Regions from separate parts of the Callithrix jacchus genome. Here region 2 is linked to region 1. The links are chromatin contacts, called in public Hi-C maps. All regions are on one chromosome and are shown on one strand. Each heading gives the region's core, a stretch centred on a gene start, on an enhancer-like site or on the middle of the called end of the contact. The rest is flanking DNA. Distances are from core to core; before and after follow the strand shown. Region 1 overlaps PTPRG (protein tyrosine phosphatase receptor type G). Region 2 overlaps PTPRG (protein tyrosine phosphatase receptor type G).

Region 1 (5,210 bases), core at 1,063-3,562:
CCAATAAAAGCACTCATGGCAAAATTCTATTCTAAGATAATTCACTGAAGGAAAAAAAAAAAAAACAAACCCAAGATCAAATGCAGGATTGTTTTTCCTTTTCATTTACAGCTTAAAAGCTTCTTGGCAGCACCAGTGATCTGTCAGAAAGGGTGAAAAATTGTGCTTAATAGATAATTTTAAGACTTTACTCAAAAGATGTTAATAAATATACTGGAGCTGGGAGGTGGAAGTGGCGCAGTAGTTCAATGAGCACAGTGTTCTCCTTTTGCCATCACCTGTTATAAATCTGAAACTGTGATCACTCTGACTGCATGTTTCTTGGCTCTAAAATAAGCAAGAAACTGTGAGAATGTTTCCAAGTTTCCAGGCCTCAAAGAAAAGGAGAGAGAACTTACAAAGTATGATGGCTTCAGCTGCCTTCCTCAGAGGCAAGTTGGTTTTACGTTGTTTTTAAGCATTTGTTCTGAATAATGAAAATATGATCAGTCTTAAATTGTCAATGAGGGGTATTTCAAATGGCTTCTAAGACTTGGGATCTGATAATATCTAGAGACAGCCTCAAACTGGGTTTAGTTTACGAGAGAACAGCAACTCCATGTCTGGGCTGTGAAATAGCAGGACGAACCTTACACAAGCTACCACAGGATTCAAAAGGACACTTTTGAATATACTGTGACAGCAGTGAATCCAGGGTCAAAATGAAACGGCCAGCAGGTCTCACATTTAAAGGCAGGCCAGGGATGCCAAATCTGGTGGGCATATTCAAGCACTTTACTTGACTAGGTTGAGCTCCAGAAAGCAATCTCTCATACAGGTGAGGTCTCCTTCAAGGCTTGTATCTTTCAAGGAAAGACTAGCAACTGAATATCCCCAGCAATTTCCTTTGATGCTATACCTCATCTAATGACACGGTGACAGTGCACTATATTTAGAGATGATTCCTATTTTAGTTCACAGCATTCCCAAGAGATGTCTCAAAAGAAAACCTCCTCTGCCTGGTCATTTGATTTGCCAGATACCTGTGAGGATTAAAAGCATTTCTTTTGGCCGGGTGTGGTGGCTCACGTCTGTGATCCCAGCATTTTCGGAGGCCGAGGTGGGCGGATCATGAGGTCAAGAGATCAAGACCATCCTGGCCAACATGGTGAAACCTCGTCTCTACAAAAAAATACAAAAATTAGCTGGGTGTGGTGGCGTGTGCCTGTAGTCCCAGCTACTCCAGAGGCTGAAGGAGGAGAACTGCTTGAACCTGGGAGGCGGAGATTGCAGTTAGCCGAGGTTGCACCACTGTACTCCAGCCTGGGGCCTGGCGACAGAGCACCACTCTGTCTCAAAAAAAAAATGCATTTCTTTTGTGTACATCACTTGTCTGAACTTCTTCAAGGATCAACTTTTGCTTCTAAGCCAAATATCCTCTCCCCTCATATGGCTTTTATAAGATGATTTCGCAGTGGTTGTTTTTGATAAAGTAAAATCACAGAAGGTATTCCTCCTCCATTATCACTTCTGGAAATTCTCTTCAGGTGTCAGCTATAAATAACACACCATTTCCACATCCAGAACTTAAGGATCTGAGACGCCATAATCTAAAGCCCTCACAATGTTAGGAAGAACTCAAACGCCATGATCCCCTTTCATAGCAGACATGTTAAGGAAAAGTAAAAAGGCATAAGTGGAACCACAGAGCTAGAGTGAAAATTAGCCCATCTCAACACACAGCTCTTGTTCCGCCAGCAGACTGAGCACAGCTCTGTTTTGACTGGTAGGGGTGAGTGGGAGGTAGAACGTGACTACTTTCTGGCTTTCATTTATTTGATGCACAGTAAACTATGATAATGCTCATGGTCCCACCTGGTCAAAGCCAAGCTTCAAAGTCACAAATAAACATAGTAGAGCTTAATGATTGCTCAAGATTATGAGTTCTGGATTCAAGTCACCTGTTACTGAATCTCACCTCTGAAAAGAATTCATGGGCAAGTTACTCACCTCACTTGAAGAGGAGAAAACTAGTACCTACCCCACAGGGTTACTGTCTTAGTCCATCTGTGCTGCTGTAACAAAATTTTGAAACTGAGTAACTGATAAAGAACAAAAATCTATTTCTCATGGTTCGGGAAGATAGAAAAAGTCCAAAGTCAAGGTATCAGCAGGACTGGTGTCTGGTGAGAGCTGTTCTCTGCCAGTACTGCATTCTCCAGAGAAGAGGAACACTGTTTCCTCAGGTGACAGAGGAAATAGAAGGCCACGACAGCACTTCATTCAACTTTAATCCCTTTTATAAGGGTGGTAATACCATTCATGAGGGCAAAGGCCTGATGGCCTAATCACCACCCAAGGCCACACCTCTTAATACTTTTGCATTGGCGATGAAGTTTCAACACACATTTTGAAGGGAACACCATCATTTAAACCACAGCAGTTATTAAAATAAATTTGCTATATGAAGTGTTCAGAACATTGCCCTGGACAGACAGGATTAGGTGAGGTTGGCAAATATTAATATAATTCTAAGATATACATACTTTATATGTATGGTGACTTCTTGGATTTGGGACATCTTGCAAATATATAGAAATTACAACATTAAAAAAAGGTTTCTGAGAATGAGAATAAGATTAAAAAAAGAGATCAGCAGCAAAGTCAGTGGTCAAAATAAAACCCTACATGGGCACTAGTAAACTAAGAGTGGCACAAAATATACCAATGACCAGCTGCCCTTCTGCCTACACTACTTCGGGTGGCATTTCTTCTAGCATCTGGAGAAGGATCAGGAAAGTTCATTTCTCTTCCCTGTCATGAAGTTTATTTAATGTGTATTTTTGGTGGGGTAGGGTGTGTGAGTGGGTATGTGTGCACGTGCATATTTTTGCCACTTTCTGTGCCACACAGCAAGGAGCTGTAGCCAAGAGTGTGGAGAAGACAGGGTGTCCATCAAAAGCACACGGAGCAGGACGCATTCTGTCCATCTGTTACTTGCAAAACTGAGAAGCTGTACTCCATTATGTAGATCACACTTTTAAAGAAGAAATGAGCAAACTGGAATGTGTTTGGAGGTGAGAGACAAGGATGGGGGAAGGACCTCAGCTTATGAAAATGCACAACAGTTAAAGGGAATGTGGGTGCAGGGCCTCATGTAGGGAGAGGTGGAGAGGGGGCTGCACGTGGCAGTTCTCTTCAGAGCCAGGAAAGGCACATGAGTGGGAAGGAGACAAGAGGAGGACGTCTGTAAACCCCTGGAATGGAAAGAAGAGCTGTGAAAGGAGGTGGAAGGGATTTGTTGGGAACTCCACACTCAGGAAGTTCCAAAGATGAGATAAACTCCATTTCATTCATTCATTTAAGCAATACATTCCATGTATCGTGATGTGCCAGCCACTGATTTGAGCAGCAGGGGCATGATACACAATAGGACAAACAGGCTCCCAATGGTCAGAAAATTATGTCAACTTACTTCAGCAAAATAAGCAATAGAACCCCCAAGTTTTACCTGGGCTAATGGCCATGCAAGTTTAAGACTACATGTCCCAGCTTCCCTTGCAGCTAGGTATGTGCATGTGAATAAATTCTGACCAATAGGAGTCTCGCTCTGTCACCCAGACGCGAGTGCAGTGGCATGCTCTCAGCTCACTCCAACCTCTGCTTCCCACGTTCTCACTGCAACTGACCAATAGGACAAGAGTGGGAACAGCATACACTCTTAAAAGGGAATGACACATACTCTATACTTTGTGCCTTCCAGCTGGCTAGAGTGCAGATACAATGACAGAAACTGGGGTCCCCAACTGTGATCATGAGACAGGTGGTGGACAGCAGAATATCAAGATAGGAATACTCAGGATCGGCTCAACATAGTCACCAGATCAGCCCGAAATTGCTGGAGGGCAACCTATTAGATGAGAACAAAATTCAGCATATTGTTTAAGTCACCGTTGGACTTGGACTATTATTACAGCAGAAAAACAGGATCCCAAATGCACATGCCTAGAAAAGCCATTTGGATTTTGTGAACAGCAGAGTCAATATTAGAAAATCCAAGTTTTAGAGCAAATGCAAGGAAATAATCCACTCTGCAGATTACTTAAGCATCCACCTCCTGGGGCATTCTGACATACATCAGAATATGCAGTGTCAGTGATTCCAAATCATACATTTTAAAATATATACACATATCTCTATATATGCATATATAAAACTTGATGTGATGAGAGCTACACTTAAGACTGGCACCTTTCCTTTGTTCTTGTGAGAATCCACATCCCCATGCCACTGAAAGTCTACACACCCTGTAGAACAAGCTAAATGTCCCCACAGAGCGAGGAAATTCTAACTGCATCTTTAAGCCCTTTAAATATTCAGGCACGAAAACACAGGTGCAGGAGTGAAAGCCTGAGCCTGTGTGACCCACATGTGGCTCACTTGCAGAGAGGAAATTTGCTTTCCCTTGGTTTGATGGCACAGATATCTAATGGGGTGAATTTCTGCAGTGGAGACTATTTTCAAACTAGTTGATCTACTGATTATATGTTTGATATAAATGCCAAAAAAAGAAAAAAATGGTATCACTGAGGAGACAAGGCAGAAATCTGATGATTATCTCATCTTTTCCTACGGCTACTGGTGAGATACGGTATCTACAAAACACTCTAGAAAGTGGAGAGAAACCATGGGGCTGAAGAGCAGTGGAAGAGGCACATCAGCAGCCACGGCCAGTGTGGGTTACGCTCTAATGGTCTTAGGTGTATCCTCTACGAAAGGTCATTGCTACCAAGGAAAGCATGGAGGAGTGACATGGTAATAATCAATTAATCAGTTAGTGGAAATTGTTATTAACAGTCAACATTTCCATTATCACTTACACTTACCAGACACTAAAAGCAAGGTGTGCTTGGTAGGGAATCTTATTTTATCCCCTGAGCTGTGAACTCTCATCATGGCTATTTTACAGATGAGGAAACTGAGGCTTACAGTGATTTGTTCATTCGTTCACAACATATTGAATGACTGCCCATCAGGTACCCAGCAGAATTAATAGTTGAGAGCAAAAAAGAACAAAAAAGATCTCTGTGGTCACAGATTAGCACTCTCACTGCTGAGGGCACAAAATCGTATCTCAGCATCGTTTTGATTCACCACCAGGTATTCAGGATTTGTTGTTACTACTTTTTAACCTGAAGTCAAAGAGAGAATGTACCTTTCCACGCAGACCC
Region 2 (5,375 bases), core at 1,440-3,939, 170 kb before region 1:
TACTATGACTACCTACACCTCAAAGAGACTTGACATGTACATTAAATGTTTTGATGAGTGCCTTGTAATAAGAGCCATATACGTGTTTGCTATTCTTAATTGCAGTGTTTGCTTACAGTGTTAACATTTTATCAATAACAGTATTAATTAACAACATTAATTAAAAGTCTCTATAAAACATAATTTTTCTTTTTGTTCCCATCCATCTTTCTGTGTAAGGACATAAAGCATAATTTTTAATGGGTATGTAATTCCAACTTTGGGATGGACCTAATTTATTTAATAATTTCCAAAATGTTGGGCATTTGTGTTTTTTTCCCCCAACAATCATAATAATGGAATCAACACTTTCGTGCCCACAACTTTTCTAATATTTGAATTATTTTCTTAGGATTAATTTTCAGGCCTAAAATACCATTTTGAAAGACTAGGAAGTAGTGATGGTTAGTAAGGAATCAAACAATGAGATAGGGCTTGCTTACAATGGGATTAGCGGTGAAGCAGAAATAAATTGTTATAAGAATCTTCAACCACGGGACCTCTGAATTTTAGTGCTTTTTACTCGGGTTCTCAAATTCAGGCAATTCTTCCTTATACCATCAAAACCCAGACAAACTGGGACAAAAAGCCCCAGTTTTAGCATCAATGGTGAAAATTCCTATACATGGGAATTTCAAGAGCAAATAAGAAATGCAGCTATATGTGTAGGCAGGTGGGCATCAGGGAAACGTCCTGTTTCAAACAGCTCTACATTCTAAATCATAACAAAAATGCATCATCTCACAATGTGTCTGTCTAGTGACAGTAAGGTATACCTTTTGTTTCTAAGACATCGTGCACTTTACACTCCTGTCTCTGGAGTCAGAACATATTCTGTGGCCACAACCATTCAAGTTTATGGATTCCATTCAGTTCTACCATCTGCTCATAAGGAACTAAGAGCATGAAGGGTTGGAAGATAGTAGACTCTGCTATCTTCCTGACAGAAAATATAAACATACTTAGCATGTCTTCTAGAATATTCACAGAACCTGTCCACTAATAAAACCTAAAAAAAGGCCAACTACTATAGAAAAAACAGGTTTCCTGGAAGGCAGTAAATAATACAGGAATAAAAGCTACAGGGTCTGGGTGTTAGTTCCAGCTATGTGACCCTGGGCAAGTTACTTAAGCTCTGATCTTTTCTCTCAAGTTTATTAATTTTTTTAAATGGCCAAAAAAAAAAAAAAATCTGAGGCCAAGGTGGAGAGTGGGATACAATTCACGATGCCTTACTTGCCTACAATTATACCCCAGTATCCACAGGAGATTGGTTCCAGGAACCCCACAGATACCTAAATCTATAGGTGTTCAAGTCCCTTATATAAAATGGTGTAGAATTTCCATTTAGCCTATACTCATCTTCTTGCTTACATTAACTCATCTCTAGATAACGTGTAATACCTAATGTAAATGATATGCTAACAGTTGTATTATTTTTTCATTTGTATGATTTCTTATTGCTGTATTTTTGAAAATTTCTTCAAATATTTTCATTTCCTGGGCTGAATTTATAAATCTAGAACCCACGGATATGGAGGGTTTGTACTTGTCTTAAGGATCAAATAATATAGTACAGGTAAAGGCGCTTGATAAATTGTCAAACCCTATAGAAGAATAAATTAATATTAAACCATTTTTTCTAATTCTTTTATCAGTCATGCAATCATTCAAAAGCTTAGTTTAGTATCCATAATGAAGATAACCTCAAATTAGAATCATTAAATCTCGGTGATAGCAGCTATTCAAACCCGGGAAAGAATGACGGCAACAGTTATTAGTCTAAGATACTTTTTGCCTTAATAACTGAAGTTCATTTCTTAGCATTATATAGTGCATTTAAAAACATTTCACTGAAAGTGCTTTTGAGAATCTCAGATACCTCCTCTTCTAAAACGTGCTTGACAAGATAATACGTGGTCATGCTTGTGCTCCCACTAAAATGTTCCTAGAAACAAATAAAATATTTTGTGTACCTTATAAAATAATAGAAAGGAAAAAGGAGACTGAAGAAGGAAATCAACCCCATGTCTCTTTATTAAAAATGCACACTGCTCCATTTTATAAGTATGCTAGATACAGATAGTACAACAGACTTGAGTGAAGTTTATTTCATATATAGGATATCATCTAAAAATTTGTTTTTTGAACAAATTCCTATTATGCTATGGCATTTTCTAACTTGGGGAAGGGTGAATGAGGAGTCCTCTCCTGCCCCCCAAAATATGCCCCCCACCACCAATCATATTCATATACCTGTCACATGAGCATGTTGAAAACGCTCCATTACTTATGAGTGTTAGTTTATTTTATGTGAAAATGTCAGACCACAGTCCTTTCGAGAACACTCAGTGCTGTCGTGGGGGTTATTTAGGTCTTCATTCGCTGGAACGGACACAGGTCTGGAGCAATATCGCCTTTGGCAGAACATCCTGAACTGAATTTAATAGGAGTTATATTCTCACTTCTCAGCTGGAAGATTACACGAGCAAGATCTGAAGGAACTGAAAAGGCTGTCCTTTACCAAGCCTATCTTATACCGTTAGGTTTTACAGCCAATATCTTCTTTATGATACTAAGTGGAACAAGGCAATCGGTTCCAAAGAGCCTGAGTTTGCCCTTTGCTTAAGCACGTGAGAACAGTAATGGCTGGCTGGGGACGTCTTTGTGTTTCTGACAGCGGGTTACTAATGTTGTCAACTTAAGCCTGCTCAGCCCATAATTTCACTTTTAAGGTGGGCAGCGTTTTGCTTCCTGTTTCTAAGATGGGCTGGTAAACTGTGTACGTTTAAAAATCCTTCTGTACTACAAATAAAACCTAAATGGAAGGTCTTTGGAACTGGAAATTGTAATCCAGTATAAAATGTGATTGGCATTAAAGCCCAGTGCAGCTAGGGATCATCCACCTAATTTGTTCTTTTATTTGGATAATTATAATCAGGATTCAGCCTAGTCATCAATCTGTCCTGAAACTCTGAGGGTGGAGAGATGATATGATGCTATATGAATGCCGACTGTCATTTTTATATATTAGACATCTATGGACTATTTGTGGAAATACACTAATGAAATCCCCCAAGAAGTTCAATCTATGGGTTTATAGGTTTTACAATATGGCTTCAAAATGAACAATTACAATGAAAAGCAGTCAGTTGTATTTGCAGAGATGACACATGGCAAAATATACACGCGAGCTGATCATCATAATCATGCCCTTGTCCAGCTCTCCAGACAGAACCAGAAGAAAGCAGAAAGCCTATTCATTACACTCACATAACACACATAAAACAAGAAATAAAGACAACAGGAGAAAATACCAAATGAGAAAAGCAGCAAAAAGTGAGCTCAGAAAAATTGCCAATATTCAAACAACAATAAGAATGTTTCTATAAACCTGATTGTGAGCAGCATTTCTAAAGCCCCTTCTGACCTGCTTTCATCCTCCAGAGTGCTATTTTCATTAGTCACCAAGTTGCTTCAAATGCATGCTCCCAGAGCCTGAAACTAATTTCCTTCCTCCTACATACGAACATAAAATCCTTACAATCTTGGTAATAGAAAGATATCATTTTTCCCAAGGTCCCAGCTACCACCACCTCTCCTCTTTTGGACAAAGGAGTGCCCATGTGTCCTCCCCTGCTTCTCTCCAGCTCAGCTCTCTCAGTTGTGCTCCTCATCTGCTCAAAATGCCAACCAAGTTAGTCCCCTTGCTCTGCTGGTTTTTCATTGGCTTCCCAAGAAACGTCCAGAGCTGACGGCCTTCAGGGCTCTTTGTGGTCTAGTGAAGCCTATGCTCTAGCTTGAGCCCTGAGGAGGCTTTCTCTCTGGTCCTTGAGCATTACTCATGCTTTTCCTGAGAAAAAAGCATTACTCACGCTTTTCCATTCTCATGCTGAGAATCTCCTCTGCTCAGCCTATAATTCCCACCCAAGTTAACATCAGCTGAATCCGGTCTTCTCCAGAGAGCCTTTCTTGACCCGCAAACCTGGGTCTGATCCTCATCACATGCTCTCAAAGAAATCAATGTCCCTTCCTTTCACTAGACTTCACACACGTTGAATCATATATCCACTGGCACATTTACAGGATATCATCTATTCCCACAACAGACTGTGATGTCCACAAAGACCACCACTACACAGGTATGTTCTAATCAGGGCAGGCTCGGTGCCTAGCAGAGTGCCTGGCATACAGTTGGCTATAAGAAATACCTGATAAATCAATACTGAAGGAGGCCAGATTATACTACATATGTGTAAGCTAGATGGGCCGAGACAGTAATACTCTACTTTTACTGAGAATGCAGGATGGTACATGATCAACTATACTGGCGTAACGTCTAACTGCTGTCATTTGTATCCCAGGGAACCTTGTAAGTCCCCAGCAAGCCTGCATCCATACCAAGTCACAAAACTCTTGTAGACATCCTTCCTTTGCCTTACTGAAAGCCACGCAGGGGATATAGCTTTGACATTCTCTGTAAGTGATAGCATCACTGCCTAAAAGGGTTCCCTCTGACACCAAGAATGTCTGCTTAACAACTGGTGACGGTACACCATGCTCTCGCTTCGCCTTATGATCCAAGAATTTTTAAATGAAGCTTTTATAACAAGGATGTAATGGAAGGCAAGGTACTTTGCTGGGTATATCTGGGCTGATTTTACATGTTTGCCCGACAGAAAACCCCATGTGACATTTCATCATTTATAAAGCCAGAGAGGAGATTATGATGTTGGTGCTCTGGAAGATAAAGGCACAGAAGGTAGATTACCATTCTGCACGGCACAGTCGGGCTGTGGATACAACTGCTCCTTTGCGGCAGGTCGTCGCCTTCCTGACGTGGGAATGTCTGCAAGTGCCTCTTGGCGGAACACAGCCAGGCATGAGCAAAACTGCTTCTGGGCTTCCAAAAAGTTCCAGCACCAGCGGAGGGGTCCATCAGCCTCCCGAGCCTTCTGAGTCTCATAAGACGAGCATCTTTCCTGGCCTGGTGCAGAAATAAATTCTCGGCACGGGCCCTGGATAGCCTCAGCGGGGATGCTGGACTGGAAAAGACCTGGCTCTGATACTGAGCAATTCAGCAGGTGCTGCCAGTGCCTGGAACATCCTAGCACAGAATATCCAACATCTTTTACTGAAGCAATGGGACCAGGGGAGCTGCATGGCAATAACTGTCAAAACCCAATTTGTATGAGCTCAAAGTGAGATTCCATAGGTAGTCAACTAAATGTTTGGAGGCAGCTAGTGGGAAACACAAAGCTCTCACAACCACAGCACCAACCAAATATCAGGAGAGAGCAACCTGCAGGAGACATGGTTCCAAAGTATAAGATCCC

Evidence for each region. Hi-C and Micro-C count contacts between places; a contact is called where the count stands out from the background.
Region 2: a contact with region 1 is called in a Hi-C map of skeletal muscle, with 3 times the contacts expected there. The contact joins two enhancer-like sites. A contact is called at or near these places in 2 of 3 Hi-C or Micro-C datasets (both in skeletal muscle).

Annotation. Positions count from the first base shown.
Region 1 is chr15:43,712,378-43,717,587 of calJac240_pri, reverse strand. All of the region lies in intron 2 of PTPRG (protein tyrosine phosphatase receptor type G), which reads right to left. Among named protein-coding and RNA genes, the nearest start is that of PTPRG, 390 kb to the right of the region's middle. Within about 2 kb of position 2,312, at least 1 of the 16 cell types and tissues checked has an H3K27ac peak or open chromatin away from gene starts, as enhancers often do. A contact at or near this core is called in skeletal muscle, where this site is marked.
Region 2 is chr15:43,881,770-43,887,144 of calJac240_pri, reverse strand. The region is part of intron 5 of PTPRG (protein tyrosine phosphatase receptor type G); the gene reads right to left. Among named protein-coding and RNA genes, the nearest start is that of CEP15, 230 kb to the left of the region's middle. Within about 2 kb of position 2,689, at least 2 of the 16 cell types and tissues checked have an H3K27ac peak or open chromatin away from gene starts, as enhancers often do. A contact at or near this core is called in skeletal muscle, where this site is marked.